2 separate regions of the Sus scrofa genome follow, and region 1 is linked to region 2. The links are chromatin contacts, called in public Hi-C maps. All regions are on one chromosome and are shown on one strand. Each heading gives the region's core, a stretch centred on a gene start, on an enhancer-like site or on the middle of the called end of the contact. The rest is flanking DNA. Distances are from core to core; before and after follow the strand shown. Region 1 has its middle 240 kb from the start of QKI. Region 2 has its middle 640 kb from the start of QKI.

What was found. A called contact is a pair of places that touch in the nucleus more often than the background predicts.
Region 1: a Hi-C map of embryonic fibroblasts shows a contact between it and region 2, with 2.0 times the contacts expected there. The contact joins two enhancer-like sites. A contact is called at or near these places in 5 of 47 Hi-C or Micro-C datasets (embryonic fibroblasts, heart right ventricle and liver) and 1 of 2 datasets of contacts at active chromatin or transcription factors (skeletal muscle).

The regions. Positions count from the first base shown.
Region 1 is chr1:4,640,537-4,643,775 of Sscrofa11.1, reverse strand. No RefSeq gene overlaps it. Among named protein-coding and RNA genes, the nearest start is that of QKI, 240 kb to the left of the region's middle. Within about 2 kb of position 1,750, at least 7 of the 83 cell types and tissues checked have an H3K27ac peak or open chromatin away from gene starts, as enhancers often do. A contact at or near this core is called in embryonic fibroblasts, where this site is marked.
Region 2 is chr1:4,242,819-4,246,070 of Sscrofa11.1, reverse strand. No RefSeq gene overlaps it. Among named protein-coding and RNA genes, the nearest start is that of QKI, 640 kb to the left of the region's middle. Within about 2 kb of position 1,415, at least 24 of the 83 cell types and tissues checked have an H3K27ac peak or open chromatin away from gene starts, as enhancers often do. A contact at or near this core is called in embryonic fibroblasts, where this site is marked.

The sequences.
Region 1 (3,239 bases), core at 501-3,000, 400 kb before region 2:
AAATATCCATGTACTTTCTTTTTGTCTCCATACAGAACACATTCGCACCTTCTTAAGAAAGAGAACCTGCAACTCCAACCCACTTATGGCATCCAGCCCTTCTGCTCAAAGCCCTCTATAAGCAGGATGTATAGGCAGAATAACCTTAGGGACAACTCCCACTGGACAAAGGAAGACTGAGGAAACCCACAAGAATTACTGATCCATTGCGATGCTCAATTCTGCTGGAGACAAAGTGTGGGCTGGCCCTTGGCCACAGCTGGTTCTGCTCTCTGGAAGGAACCGGCTCCTTCGCCCACTGGGCTCTCTGGGTGGTTCAATTTTGCCCTTTATCCTCCAAGGCCACATGTAAAGTGGATACTGCAGACAGTGTCCTTTTGAAAGACCAGTGGCTTTGTGGTCCACTTCCCACAGGTTTGGAGAATCCTCCTGTACAGCACAGGGAACCGTGTACAGTCTCTTGGGTTAGAACATGCTGGAAGAGAGAATGAAAAACAGAATGTGTATATATATGTGTATATATATGTGTATATATATGTGTATATATATATATATATATATATATATATATATATATATATATGGCTGGGTCACTTTGCTGTACAGCAGAAACTGAAGGACCATTGTAAATCAACTACACTTTAATAAAAAATTTAAAAGAGGATTTTGAACTGGCTGAATGGTCACAGTTGGGTTTCTGTGGCAATGGGATTCACTCAGAGACTTACAAATCTTCCAGTCCACTTCCTCTGTCCAGCATGCACGAGCCAATAGCCAGGGATTGCGTTTGGACAGTTGTCAGCTTGATATCTTTGCTTACCCCCTCCCTCCTCCTTCCTCCTTGAGAACGTCTGAAAAGAAAAGGGCTTGGTTGGAAGGCAGCACCCTTTCTGTGACTCTGCCTGCTGGGCTGGCTCCCCTGCTCTGCCTGGGAGCCCTTAAGGAGAGGTAATTGAATCAGGATTGGGGTCGCAGTCTTCTGTTCCGTCGAGGCTCTCTCTCTATAGGGCCACCTGCTACCGCAGCTTCATCTCGGGTCGCAGAAGCCTTTGGCATTTTCAACTCTTCAAAGCTGCAAGGGACCTGACCCTTACTGAATCCAGATTGCGGGCTGCAGCTGAGTTCTTGCCCATCCCTGGTTCCTTGTCTCTGTTTTGTAAAGCTTTGCTGAAAGGGGCAGCGAGTGACAACATGTCTCAGTGGATCATGCTCTGGCTACCGGGAGGTGCTGGGAACACGGGTTAGTGGGAGCCTGAAGTGAAAAAGGCATCGTCCTGTTGCAGCTCCAGAAGTTCTATTCCAGGGTGGTGGTGGGGGGGTGTCGGTGGGGGGGGTGGTACTGAGAGCAGGAAGAATCGAGGAAACTTATTTTGAAACTGTCTCATAGTCATACAGTGTTTGTACTTAGGTGCTGTGCTGCCTGGAGGGGTTTGGGAAGAGTTGCTGGAGACACAGGAGGGTTTAAATGCTCCCTGGTACCACTGACGCGTCCTCTCTGGGCTCCAGTGAGGGTGCTCGAAACTCCCCCAAGAGGCAGCTGGCTCTGAAGCCTCTGAAGCCTCTTTTTTCGCCCTGTGTCAGTTTGTTTCTCATGGGCTCAGGCCAAGAAGAAGCTGGGCGCAGATCTGTTTTTGTCCTTGAGGGTGAGTGAAGCTTAGCAGAAAAATAAGCTCCTCTCCATATCTCCAAATCTCCTCCCATCGCTAATGCCCGTTGTAACTGGAGCACGACAGCATGAGTCAGGCTGATTCATGATTTTATGGCGAACAAACTAGAACAGATATGGCCCTGCTGGCAGGAATTCAAAGCTCGTATACTTTCCTCAGACCTCTGACTTGAGTAATGAAAATTCAGCTGCTCAATCCAATAGGGATCCAGGAAAACAAGAGAGAGGAAGGTGAAGAGGAAAAGGTAAATTCAATCGTGAAGCCAATGTCAAGCAGAGGGCAAGGTGGGAGCCAGGCCTGAGGTGGGATGATCTTGGCTTCAGGACCAGTGTTTCTTGCTGCTGTCCTGACAGCATCAAGTAAATGTGGTAAATGGAGGCGGCTGCAGGGCAGGGGTCTGTAGCATCAATGGCGAGACAGGCTCCCTCCCTGCTCCCCACCCCGCCCCCCGCCCCAAAGGGCTGAGAGTTCCAGCCATCGCTCTGTGGGCCACCGTGGGTTCTGGCACTGCTCAGTTCTGCTCAAGGATCAGGTTTCCTCGGCACAGATCAGGTCCTCCGAGCCTCAGCCTCTGGAGCTGTGGAGACACAGCACTTTCATTTGTGCACCATCAGCTTCGACCCTGGCCAACAGGCTTTAGACTGGATCTGACCCGGTCTTTATTCTTGGGCAGATTGACTTTTCTTTCAAGACAGGAAGGTCTTGCAACTCCAGAAGCTCAATCCTCTGCTCTGGTGGAAAGCCGTTTGTCAGGAAGGCATGTGTATATGTGCCAAGGGTTCAAATCAGGGTCCAAATCCACGTCCGTGGCAGGAGGCACCACCAGCTCACAGCAGACATGCAGGTTCCATGGCCCTGAGCTGGATCCCTGAGCCATTTCACTGTTGACTCCCAGCCTTAGGAGTGACATATTTCAGGAACCCTTAAACAGAAACATTGGTTATGCTGTGGATTTAAAACAAAACAGAGAGACGGCTTAACTAAGGTCCTTCAAACGCCCCAAGGCGGGAAAACGTGGTTTCATTCTAAAGCCTGCATCCTGGCCCCACGGAACTGGAGTCTGGTTGGAGCGATGACATGGGCACATTAAACCACAAAACCAAAAACTGAGGCAAGGCTTTGCCAGACTGTGTGTCTGGTGAAAATGATAGGCGAGAGCAAGGCCTCAGCCGATGTTCTGGGTTGGGGTGCAGAAGGCAAGCTCTAGGGCCCACGTGATGGGGTTTGTCCCCACTTGGTGACTAATTAGCAGCAACCCAGGCAGGTTAACTGTCCTCTCTGTGGCTCAGTTTCCTTTACTGTGGATGGAGGTGATGAATGGTACCGACAAGGAGCATTACATTCCTTCTTCGCCCAGAGCACTTGGAGAAGCGTCTAGAGTACAGTCGGCACCCCGGTTTATAGGGTAAGCTGGTCATTCCCTTTTCATAGACAGTAGCGCTTGTAGAAATTCAGGGGAATGAGCAGTCCCACCTGCTCGGGTTCAACAAGGAGGAGGGGTAGGTGTGAGTGGAGCCATGGGCGATGGTAAGATTTGGGTGGAGAAAACAAGAGAGGTGTTGCTGGCGGGAA
Region 2 (3,252 bases), core at 166-2,665:
CCAAGGTCAGGGTTAGTGCAATTGTTCCTATCATAGCCCAGGAGCCAGGGAGGTGCAGAGAACTCATGACCTTTGACTTCGTCCCAGGTGAGGAGGGGGTGGGGCTGGGCTGTGATCCCAGACACAAGAGTTCATTGTCTAAGCACAACCAGTCAGTCCTGGCTTCTTGACAGAGACCCTCTGATGTAAGATCCGTCTTGATGGTCATTATGTGCAGACGTACAATAAAAGGCTAAAGTCTCTGTTTTCAAACATGAATATAGTGAAATTTTTGGAAAAGTAAATTTCATTACTGAATACTTTTTTTTGGCCACACCCATGGCATATGGAAGTTCCCAGGTGAGGGGTAGGATAGGAGCTGTAGCTGCTGGCCTATACCACAGCCACAGCAACACCAGATCCAAGCTGCGTCTGTAAGCTACTCCACAGCACACCACAATGCCGGGTCCTTAACCCACTGAGTGAGGCCAGAGATGGAACCTGCATCCTCATGGATACTCGTCGGGCATGTACCGCTGAACCACAGCGGGAACTCCAAATACTGCATATTCTTGAACATAGGAGAGGGTATATGGCAAATGCAAATGAAGACCTATTTCACTGATGTTCTCTTTCTGTAGAAAAGCGATAATTACAAAGCAGTTCAGACGCTGCAGCCTCCAAATAACAGAGAACTGGAACAAACCAGCTTAAGCGGGAAACTAGTCCTCTGCACTTGGCAGGTTTCAAGTTTGCTCAGTGTCTCCAACAGCAGGCAGCTCCTGGCCCTGCCTTTCCTCCACTGGCCTCTCTTCCACTGATGCTTTTACCCCTGGGCTGGTGGGGAGCTAGGATTTAATGGTTCTGAGGCCCGTTTTAGGGCAGACAGTGTGCAGAGGCGGAGAGTACCTTGCAGGAGCCCTTCTGAACATCTAGGAGGGACGTTCTCAGGAGGCCCGGTAGAACTTCCCTTTGTCCCAACATTCCACCTAGGAAGGCTGCCGCGGCCAGGCCAGCCTGGTCCAGGGCTGGAGCAGGGCTGAGGTCACTTCCTGGAGGCCCACAAAGGCAGGAGGAAGGACCCCTCTGGACACCACTGGGATTCCACGACGCCGGGAGCGGGGGTGGCTGGAAGCAGTGCTTGGATGAGACCCCTGGTGGGGCAGGCTAGCCCTCGGTGTTTACGTCTTATTCTGGATCTTCACCTGTGGTGAGGGGTTGACTCTCAGGGGTCATGCGCACAAGTCATTAGTCAGGATCGCACATCAGTGGGGAAATGAGTCTGAAGCCGTGGCACAAAGCCCAGCTAGCATTGACTTCTTTCCATGTTTTTCGGACTCCCGGCTGTATTTTTAGTGCTCTGCCTGAGTCATTAATTCACTCTGTGCTTACTGAGACTCAACCTCTGTCTGGCCCTGTGCCAGGGGCTGGAGGCACGGGACTGAGCCAGGCTGGCAAAGTTACTGCTCTGCTGGAGCTCACGTCTTGGAGAAGGGAAAGGTCAGTAAACAGATTAACAAAGGGATCACTTTGAATAATGGAAGTGCCAACAGAGAAAACTGAATGGGATGATGCAACCTGGAGCACAGGAGGAACTGGCAACAGAGTTTTCAGGACCTGCTGTCAAAAAAGAACAATGTAGGCCCTTGTTCAAAAGCTCTCATGGATTTCAAGACGGCCGCATCGAACCCTAAGCTGAGCACAGGCCCCTTCCGAGCCTGGGGCTCCCGTACCCGCGCTGGTCCCACACACAGGACGCTGGCCCTGGGCAGGGAACTGCTTTGGGTGGCGTAATCAGGGAAGGCTTCACTGAGGAGGTGACGTTTGGATTGGATTATGGTGAAAGCTGAGATAGAACATTCTGGCAATGGTCCTGATGGCATCAGCAGACTGGCATTTCAAAGAAGAAGAGGCAGGCAGGGGAAAGTTGTACAAAGTGAGGCCAAAGGGCAGGAGGAAGATGTAGGTCTAAAACCTACATTTATGTGACCCTGAATCTTGGAAGGTCATTAGTGGAGAGGTGGCCCCAACAGCTGGCTGTTGAATATTCTAAGATTCAAGGTCACATATGTGTGGATTTTAGTCTCTGTCCCAGGACTTCCAGAAAAGACATGTCCTGATCGCTTACTGGCTGTTTGACCATAATTTGCTCCAAAACGTTCCCTCTGTTTTTCGGGTCGGAAGAAAGACCAGTTAAGAAGTTATTTCAGTTACCCAGGACAAAGATGGTGCAGATGAAAACAAATACAGCCAGCAATCTTTGTACAGACTGCCAAATAAATTTATGTACGTGGGACCACAGTCATGGCGTTTCTTCAGGTATAGATTATATCTGAGGATGTGCCTGGACATTGCATCCTTGCTCTATTTATTACACTGAGATTGCATACTCACATGTATGGGAATTACACTGTGACACAGCCAAGTGTGTTAAAAATCTGAAAATACCCTAAAGTAGTTCTACATCAGGAGAGTTCAACTCCATGAAAGTGTCCCCCTTACCACCACCCTGATGTGATCCGTTGAGGACGTCGAAACAACTCCAGTTCCTGCCTCCCCCGTCTTCACGCACTGTGGTCCAAAGCAGAGAACAACTTGTGACCCTCTCACAGGTTCAGGACGTGCCTCACCCCTGCGAGGCTGCTCTGCCGCACCCTCTGCCCAGCAAGACCTCTGCTGCTTGTTGGCACCCTCTTGGCTGTGGCTTCCACCCGCAACCAGAGCTATGGTGTGTTCTTCTCCCAGAGGGACGTGAGGTCCAGGGTGCCAGCGACTGTCTGTGTGTGTCTGGGTGTCTGCTGTTCCCTGGCCCTCCACGCATTTTTGTTGGAGGAAAGAATGAGCAGCAGTGAGTAACAGGAAGGAGTCTGGGTTCTGACCTCTCTGTCCAAGGTTCAGATCCCGCCTCAGCAGCTCACTAGCTGTTTGATCATAATCTCAGGCTGGACATTTGTAGGGGGAGATGACAGTGGTTCTGCATTTAGTTTGTGAGGGCTGCCACAGCAAAGTCCTGCAGATGGAGGCAGGGTGAGGGGGTGGCTTAAACGAGGGGAATTTACTTTCACAGCCTTGGCAGCGGGGGATCATGGTGCCTGCAGGTTGGTTCCTTCTGAAGCCTCTCTCCTTGGCTTGCCTATGCCAGCCCTCTCCCTGTGTCCTCACCTGGTCTTTCCTCTGTGCACATGTTACCTGTGGCCATTCAGGTAATATTCTCAACACCTCTACACACAAGGAGTGGACTTAAAAACACATCTGATTGTGGAATTCTCTTGC